Linked DNA regions of Hordeum vulgare: region 1 is linked to region 2. A link is a contact called in public Hi-C data. All regions are on one chromosome and are shown on one strand. Each heading gives the region's core, a stretch centred on a gene start, on an enhancer-like site or on the middle of the called end of the contact. The rest is flanking DNA. Distances are from core to core; before and after follow the strand shown. Region 1 holds the start of LOC123404046 (probable E3 ubiquitin-protein ligase ARI8). Region 2 holds the start of LOC123402373.

Region 1 (4,924 bases), core at 1,949-4,448, 220 kb before region 2:
GAAGCTGTCACAAAAAAAAGAAGATACAAGCAGCGCTGCCATTGAGAAGAAAGGGCCAAAGAAGTATGATCCTAATATAGCAGTATCTCATTCGCACCTATTTTGTGCCGGAACTTGGATAAAATTTAACTATTTAAGCATGTAACTACCATGTCAGATGTGATGATGCCTATTACCAGTTATAACTGCGAAGAAGGGCGCATGCTTCTGATTTTGAAATTGAAAGAACAGTTGAAACCCGATTCATGTCATCTGCTTGATGTTGCTTTATGTCAGTTTCACTCAGTACACTGTAGTTTTGCTGGAATATAAACAAGAAAATAGTAGTAAGATAAAAATAGATATAAGGTGAAATGAACACCTAAGAACCACATAAGCTGAGTACTGCCAGTTCATCACTAGATTAAATGGAGAGAAAGAAAGTTAATCTTGGTCAAACCAGCATGTAGTTACTAAATAAAAATCCTTTGGCAGTAAAATCTGACTATTTAACAGGTACATACACCAAAAATCACACACTCATGGAATACATAATCAGAAAAAAACTAGGCAAAAGAAAAGAAAAATAAGAATTCTGTTGGTTGTATTTTCCACGTCCAGGAAGGAATTTGCTGATTTCTAGTATATTATTCAGCCTCGAAGAACACATGGAAGCATGCGCAGAGAGAGATAACATGTGTTTACATGCTAATAGCCCAAACCTCGATACATTGTCGACCAAAATGTACACTGGAGGCCCGGACTTTATGTATCAAAGGTCCCAAGAAAAAAAACAATATTGTTAAAAAAAATCGGATTGTTATAACTCTATTTGTGTGGCAGAATACTGATATCATTACAATTCTACAATAATATATATTTCTACGTTCAAAAGCTACCTGGATTGCAGCAACGATTATACTCCCTCCGATCCAAATTAATTGACGCAGCTTTAGTAGCTTTTGTACTAAAGCTACCAATTTAAGCATTGTGTGCACAGTGGCACACTCAGTGATGTGGGCCACCCAAAAGTGTAGTCAAATTTGGCTACAAATTAAACAGCCTCAAATCAGCTCCGTGGCTTTTCACTTCTTTGCTAACTATATATTAACTTGAATTTGTAAGGACGGCAAGAGGAGAAGAGAGGATATTGGAGGGGTGGGGGTGATGGTAGAGGAAGATGGAAACGAGGGTATTAAAAGCCGGACATTTCATTTATCATACAAACTTTCTAGAGGCTAATTGGTTCAATTTTTATAAAGGATTTAATGCTCCATGTCCAAATCAATAGATCTTGCACTTGCTATAATTTACATCATCATGCAAGATGAACGCTATGGTAAGTTAACTGTGTGCACTTCCAAACAATATTTATTAACCAGTACAGTAACTTGTCGGATTACATGATCATGTAAGCAAAGAAAATACCAGTCCTCTAGTACTCTGTGTTAAGCAACACTGCAACATTTTACGCGATCGGCTATTGCAGATTGGACAGCACTTGATGCACTCACATCACAACGCTTCAGAATGCAAGTACATCTACCGAAAGTGTGAATAAAATCTAGAAAACATATCATGACAAAATGATGGTATACTGAATGTCAATTATGTTTCACGAAGAAAGGCATACGCCAAAAAATATATCAGAACATAGAGCATTTTTCTGTTCACATCTGATTAAAACTGAAAATCAGTATGAATGGGAAGTGCACTAACGAATGGAAGATATATTCGACCCTATCAATTTAAGTTCAAGCATAAGGGAGGAACAAAAATATAACCCCGAATCAACACGCTAGAGTTGTGTACCATCAGCTTCGAAAGCTTTTCTTTCCCTAATCGTTTCATCGCTTGATATGTAGACAGAATATCACTACAAATAGTGAATCGGAACAAAATGAATTTAACGACCTATGCGAAGATCGTGCAATGTACCCTATTTCATAGTTCGAAGCTAGAAAAGTACTTGCATCCCACATAGAAATTTCCATCGGTTGTGAGTAAGTAAACACTAAGTAGACTCGTGTATTCACCTAATTAGCATGATCTGCGAATTAATCACCATCTTTTGGCTAGAGCTATCAGATCAAACATTAAAAAAGTGCCAGCTCCAATCAAACCAGCAAGCTTCAGGAAACCTCCCAAAAATCAGATTCAGAAACATACCAATTAGACTGGTATATCCTTGCTTCAAGGTTGCATGTCAGTACATGCCTAATACATACTCGCCATTATTTACTCCCCAGTTCAGAAGTTCTCGTTTGCATGCTATCCTACAGTCCTACCCTAAGCAACGCTCTCCCTATCATGCTACATTCATTACCACTTATTACCAGCAACCAGAACTGGAGTCATAACCGACGAGCAAGGCGACACACTGTGGATTACAAGCTACAACACGAAATGAATTTGGCATGCCAGGACACCAGTGACAGCTAGCACCTATTGGACAACCAGAAGTAATTCATCGGGAATGCTCGGCTTATCTTTTCATCCATGGAAAGGACTCTGATCGATGTCAGGCAATCACACAGGCAACCGAAAGCAATATCTAGATCATCCAACCAGTCACATTTCTATCCACTGTATATATAATATCGTAGTATATGCGTGAGATCATTTCTGTCCACATCATCCATCCTATCATTAAGGGGCAGACAGAACGACCGATACGTGGCCACTCCGTCGCTGCTGCATCCCCCATTCCGATTATCTTGAACAATCAATTTCTATACCGGGACCGAAGCGGACGGCAATCGATGATCACCTGCTGCCTATGGGAGATTAGGTCATCCGAGTCATCGGAGTCGCGGTCCGCGAAGTCGTAGTCCGCGTCCCCGTCGTCGCTGAGGGCGAGGCCCGCCTCGCCGCCGCTGTAGAAGTCCTCGTCGGCGGAGTCACGCGCGTCGTCCTCTGAATCCATCGCCGCCGCCGCCTCGCGCACCGGAGCCTCGAGAGCGAACCGGATCGGGCGGATCGGAGCCGCGCCCCACCGTTTGGACGGAGCAGGCGGCTCGGATTCGGGGGAGGGACGGGGGCTGTGGAAGGGGAAAGGGGTGGAGAGGAGGAAGACGTGGGGGGAGGAAGAGGATGGGTGGGATTCGCTCGGGGGCAGAGGAAGCCGCGAGCTTTCTCCTTCCTTCCTTGTTTGTTTCCGCACGTTTTCTTTCTCGCGTGTAGTAATTGCTATTTTCTGCTTCTTCTCGTAACAGTGCCTTCCAGACGGAACCTTTTCCTTTCATGGGAATCTTGCGCTGCACCAAGAAAGGAAGAATCTTTGCTTCACAAACAGGAGTGACGCGTTCCTCTGTGTCCGAATACCTCTTTCTCTTTGCCACGCCACGGCTCAGGGCAACGGTCTTTCATGCCTCGTGCGGCCGACTCCAACGTTTTGGATTTTCAAGGTCAAAAATCATGGCCAATAAGCGGTTATTTTTTTTGAAAGTGATAGGTTTTTATTCCAACATAACAGAGTTACAATCCTCAACCACGAGATCATTGGCAAAAGGAGGAGAGTGGCCCAGCCAACAGGCTCTACTATCCCCACATCGTCCATAATTCGCTAAGCAGTCTACAACTCTACTTTAATCGCAGAAAACTTTTACACGAATAAAAACCCTATCACTTAAAAGAAACTTGATCTCTTGGATCATATGGCCATAGTCTGATTTATCCAACGAAGCACCCGTTACTGCGTTGATAGCAGCAGCACAATCCGATTGAACCATAATTGCAGCGTCGAAATGCTCAGTAGTGAGCTTAATACCCTCCAGAACAGCATGTAATTCCGCTTCAAGCGCATCATTGCAATGGAACAGCTTCCGGTACGCAGCAAATATCACCTCACCCGTCCTTGTCCTCAGAATTATCCCCGAGCCAGCTGATCCATCTGTCGCGCAGTACGAGACATCCATTGACAGCGCCACCATTCCAGCCGGAGGAGGAGGCCAAGGTAAGCGTGATGCAGGCTTAACGGGTACACAAATTGGACCGTGAACCACCGGAGCTTTTCCTTTAATAATCTCCTCCACACTGCTTGATATCTGAGTGAAGGTGTTATAATAACTTTGCAGGAAGGAACATGAGACATCTTGCGGAGGGGGATCTTTACCATGAAGCAATTCATTTCTGACATACCAGGATCGCCAGAGGACCATTATAATTCTGCTACGGATGGAGACGTGGGATTCTTCCAGGAGCTGAAGTAGCCATTCGTTGCGTGTCCATTTGATCAAAGATCTATCCGGAAGAGGCCAATGATTCCGCATTAAGTCCCATAAGGAGGCAGCGATCGGACAAGAAATAAGAGCATGAAATGAGGATTCTTGTTCCCTATCACATAGCCGACAGAAGCCATTTAGATCAAAGTGTCGTCTCTTCTTCTCCGCGTCTGTAGGTAGGGTGCCCGAGACAACTTGCCAAGCAAAATTCTTCAGCTTTGGGGGAACCTCCGCACTCCACACTAACCGCCAGAGTGGTCTGTCTCCAGATGGGTTAGCACTGGTTGAGCTTGGGCAAAACTGATCATAGTGATCAGTCATCGCAACATGGTACGCACTTTTCACCGTCAACAACCCGGATCTCTCCCAAGGCCATGATATGAAATCCTCCCGCATTCTCGGTGAAGTTCTTCTCTTTAGGATGGAATCCACATCCGGGTGCCAAAAGTATTGTTGGAGCAGCTCCACCTTCCAGTATCCATGATCATTCAGGAAATCGCTAACTCTGTTCAATCGGCAGTTTCTCTTGGGTGTAATCGGTGTAAACGACGGCTCCTGGGGATCCATGGATCTCTCCACACCCTGATGTTTGTGCCATTGCCCACCCTCCACAACATACCTTTCTTTACAAGTTCGAGCCCATGTTCAATACCTCTCCAAACTGCCGATGCATTCCCAGTGAAAACCGTGTCAACCAAATTCCTGTTTGGGTAGTATTTAGC
Region 2 (4,585 bases), core at 1,534-4,033:
CAAATGTACAATGGCGACGCCCTCGACAAATCGCTTATGAGTTGCTATTGTCTGTAAGTTTTTCAATTCGTTGTCTACATATAACTTTTTTAGTTATTTCAATTTATTGTCTATATATAACTTGTACTCTATTATGCAGAATGAAGATTCTGTATTGTAAAAGTAAGTGCATCCTAAATATTGGGTTTATTGACCCAGATAAAATACATATAGCGACGCTAACTAATTATCCCAAGGAGACGGAGGAAAACCTTCTAAGGTTTCTAATAGATCAAAATTTCTGTGACCACATACTGTTTCCATACAACTTCAGGTGAGGGTCTCTACTCTGTTGTGTCCATTCACTTATAAGTGTAATTGATAAGTTACTGACACTTATATATATATACATGTGCAGCTTTCATTGGAAACGGTTCAAGTGCGTGACTCCCGGTAACTTTCATGAGAAGCTGACCTTTAAAGCGGCTCAGGTAAGTAGTAGTATGATATACTTCTATTATTTTTCAATACATTTATGATGCTAGATTATTATTTTGATTATATATATTCTATTCTCGTAAAGTGCGACCAACAGCCACGGGAAACGCATCTATGCGGATACTATGTTTGTGAGACCATTCGCACGTTTACCTCTGAGGACAAGGATCACAGATTCGACGTAAGCAATGAACATTCACACCTCTATTTTTACCCGTCATTCTTTGTTATCATGATTGATATTCATATTCATCTCCTCTTCTTATATAGCACACGGCCATGACGACGAAGGTCCTACCAGAGCAACGCGCGATTGCTGTTGCAGAGGAGATTGCGACCTTTCTGAGGACGGAAGCTATAGATGACAAAGGACGATTTAGTGTAGCTAGGGGCCATTACTGATGTCCGTCCATGTAATCGAATAGACGGGCTCTAGTCCCGATAATTCAGATCTCCATATAATTGTATATATATGCTCGCTTGTAAGATAAGTTAATCTTATATATATATGCATAATTATTTCTATTTTAAATTATATGAAAACTAATTCCCGAACACCAAACGAGGCATCACGTTAATCTCCCGAACACCTAAACCGTAAAACCCTAAAACCCAAAAATAATTTCATTCAAAAAAAAGCTAAAAACCAGCAAAATCTAAAAATCTTTAGTCCCGGTCCGTGTAACGAGCCGGGACTAAAGGACCTGCCCCTGGGACGCTATGAGGCGCCCACGTGGAGCACCTTTAGTCCCGACGTGTAAGAGGGCCAGGACGAAAAGGTTAGGCCTTTAGTCCCGCCCCTTTAGTCCCGGTTGATGAACCGGGGCTAAAGCCCCTTACGGGCCGGGGCTATAGGCCGTATCCCCATTAGTGAGTATTTATGGACTCCACCAAAAATGCACCAAATGGGGGCTTTGCCATTTACGTGACCGGTCTTCAGTGGCGTAGCGTGTCACTCCATCCACATATTGCGCGGAAGGAACCCTCCAGATTCGGAATGGAACAAAACTAGCCGGACAAGACATGAATGAAGTCAGAAAGAGACGAGACAGGCTGGCTGCGCAATCCGCCCAACGAACCTTATCGCCCTTGCGTCTGTTCTTCTGGTTTCCGGCACTTATCCACACTTTTGATCACGAAAAATGAAAAGGAAAGGAAAGAACGGCTCCTACACATACTTGTCTTTTTTTTGGACAGACTCTGAATCTTATTTAAAATAAGCCAAGCTAATAAGTCTGTTACAGTAGTACGTATGTTATGAACCATGCAAAGCAGGGCTTACAAATTCGTGAGCGACAGCGCCCCATGGGCGATCTCATCTCACGACTGCCAAGCTAATACACCAGCACGCGGCTGCTAATCCAGCCGTTATAGCAACCGACTGCCGTTGTGGACGAGCAGGAGCTGGTGCGGGCGCCGGTGGCCCGAATGCACACGAGCCGGAGGGGGACGAGCCGCGTGATGCTGGTGGCGGACGTACCCCGGTGTTGGCCTGGAGGACGACGGGGTGGGCGGCGAGATCGGCGGCGTTTTGGCCCTTGGGAACAGGAACGCCCTTATCTTGAGCGGCTGGAGCCGGTCCCTGCTGGCGGCGTCGTACTCCTCGAGCAGGTGGCCGAGGTCGTCGTTGGTCGTGACGGAGACGAGCGCGTCTAGGTCCTCCGTCGGCAGCTGGCACCGCAGGCTCATCGCCTCCCATCCGCACATGTCCGTCAGCTTCCGTTGCAGCTCTGAAGTGATCGATCGATCCACGGTCAAACAACTGAGTGCCGGACACGATTAATGGACAGCAGGAGGCGTCGTTGGTATAGGCATGTACCGTGAAATTGGAGGGAGCGGTCGACGGAGAGGACGCGGTTGTTGCCGCCGACGTAGCGGAGGGCGCCGTCGGGGTGGCGTGGAAGGATCATACCCCCGTAGCTGCACAAAAACTTGACGCTGCCCTCTGCTGCCCCGGGCCCGGGGGAACCCGGCTTCACGATGCAGACCACGTCGTCGTCATCCAAGGAGCCGAGCGACGACGTGCACGAGCAGGACGACGACCACGAGGACGCGCCCGCCATGCCTTCTTTCCGACTGTCGACGACAATGAAGCTGCAAGATCAGTGTTTGAGAAAGCAGGAAGCTGTATGTGTGTGTGTGTGTTCTCGAGCGGTTGCTCGAGCATCGACCTATACCATACGGTAGCCCCGGGATCTCCTATTTGGCGCATGAGGCGTCCCGAGTGGCGGCAGCCCTCACGCCCGCGACACCCCGCGCGCCCTGTTCGGTCAGCTAGTTCGGTTTATGGTACTTCGGATACTTAAAATTAGGAAATAAAACTATTTCTTTCAAAAAATATCCGAATCCAAATTACTTAAAATTTTTATTTGGATAATCTGGGTATCAAAAAATCCAAAATATTGAAAGTACACATCAACTTTTCATATGAATAATTTGGGTAGTGTGTATTTCGGATAGTATGATTATTTTAATTAGTCTGGGTAACATGATAGTGTAATAATATGATGAATAATTTGAGTAGTATAAATAATTCGGGTAGTATGGGTATATTCTAGACTGAAACTCGAACCCTAACCCGAAAACCAAATAGCGAAGAAATGAGAACCGAACCCTAAGCCGAAAACCAAATAGCCAAGAAATGAGAACCAAACCCTAACCCGATATCTGAATTACCCAACAATTCGGGTAATTCGGTTCGGTTCGAGTAACGGGTTAGGGTACCCAAACGCCGAGGCTGACTGTGGGGCCACACCATGCCCCGGGCGGGGCCCCCTCGATTTTTTTCTTTTTTAATTTTTACTTTTCCTTTTTCCTTCCTTTTTCCCTTCTACATTAAAATAATACGGGATTGGTTCTAAGATTTCAAAACATTGTGAATTGTCAGAAAAAGGTTCTTTAATAAAAAAGTTGCAATTCAAAAGAAGGAACATTTATTCAATTTTAATAAACATTTATTTATTTCAATGAAAAAAATTATAAGCATTTTTTAATAATGATGAACTTTCTTTCATATTTTCATGAACTAATTTTGAATTCCATGAAGTTTTTTGAACTTCATAAAAAATAATTATATTCAAAAACACTTTTTTTAAATGGATGAATTGTTTTTGAATTTGATGAACATTTATTGAAAACAACGAACTAATTTTGAATTTGTTGAACATTGTCTTAATTTGATGAACAATGTTTACGTTCAAACAAAAAATTGAATTCGATAAACATTTTCTGAATTGTTGAATTGTGTTTACATCGATGAACAGTTCTTGAATTCGATGAACAAGAAAGTGTTCGGAATTTGAAAGGACAAAATTCGCAAAAAAATGAAAAGTAAAGAGGAGCAAAAAAGAAAAAAAGACAAAAAAACATGGCAAATGGGTTGGGCCATGCCAATGACCATCGCGCAAGGGGGTGTGCGCGGAGATCATTATCGGTCACCCGAGCCTTCGGTCTTTTTGGTTTGGTCGTTCTGGTCTTTCAAAAATCCGGTCTTCCATAATTGAACACCGAAATAATTTCGGTCTTTTAAGTTCTTCACTATTCGGTCTTCGGTTTTTACCATTCGGTCTTTGGTCCCAACCAACCAAACCAAATTAATTGCTAGAACTCAGATTTATGTTACTACGAGTAACACTTGTATGCAAACTATATAGAAGAGAGGTACATGTATGTACAAAGGTGTGTGTTGGGGTGATGTGTGTGTACAAAGACAACAAATATTTGTATAGAGGTGCATGTGTACATAACAAAAATTAGCACTATATACATAATCACCACTTCACCAGCAAACACATCCACATGAAAATATTAAAATAAAACATCAGCACTATATATAATCACCACTTCACGAGCAAGAAGATTCATGCATGCATACTCATTTATATAAGATTCATTCACCCATACTCATTTATATTTGACAACAGAAAGTAAGAAGATCAAGTAACATCAACCCATATAATCGACAAGCAGCAAACACCATCACCGCTTAGTACTTGACAACATAACACTTGACATGAAACAAATCAAGTTCAGTATATGATTCCACTTCAGCAGCAAACAACAAACATTAAGGTCTCAGACTGTCACCCTGAGTTCTCAATTATCAAGT

Evidence for each region. Hi-C and Micro-C count contacts between places; a contact is called where the count stands out from the background.
Region 1: a Hi-C map of leaf shows a contact between it and region 2, with 3 times the contacts expected there. The contact joins the promoter of LOC123404046 here to the promoter of LOC123402373 in region 2. A contact is called at or near these places in 3 of 6 Hi-C or Micro-C datasets (leaf and seedling) and 1 of 1 datasets of contacts at active chromatin or transcription factors (embryo).

Annotation. Positions count from the first base shown.
Region 1 is chr6H:345,171,604-345,176,527 of MorexV3_pseudomolecules_assembly, reverse strand. LOC123404046 (probable E3 ubiquitin-protein ligase ARI8) reads right to left here and starts at 3,198. Exons shown (of 15, transcript XM_045097960.1): 1 at 2,750-3,198; 2 at 177-301. The coding sequence starts at 2,905.
Region 2 is chr6H:344,954,632-344,959,216 of MorexV3_pseudomolecules_assembly, reverse strand. LOC123402373 reads right to left here and starts at 2,783. Exons shown (of 3, transcript XM_045096291.1): 1 at 2,655-2,783; 2 at 2,297-2,553; 3 at 1,685-2,207. The coding sequence starts at 2,689. The coding sequence ends at 1,846.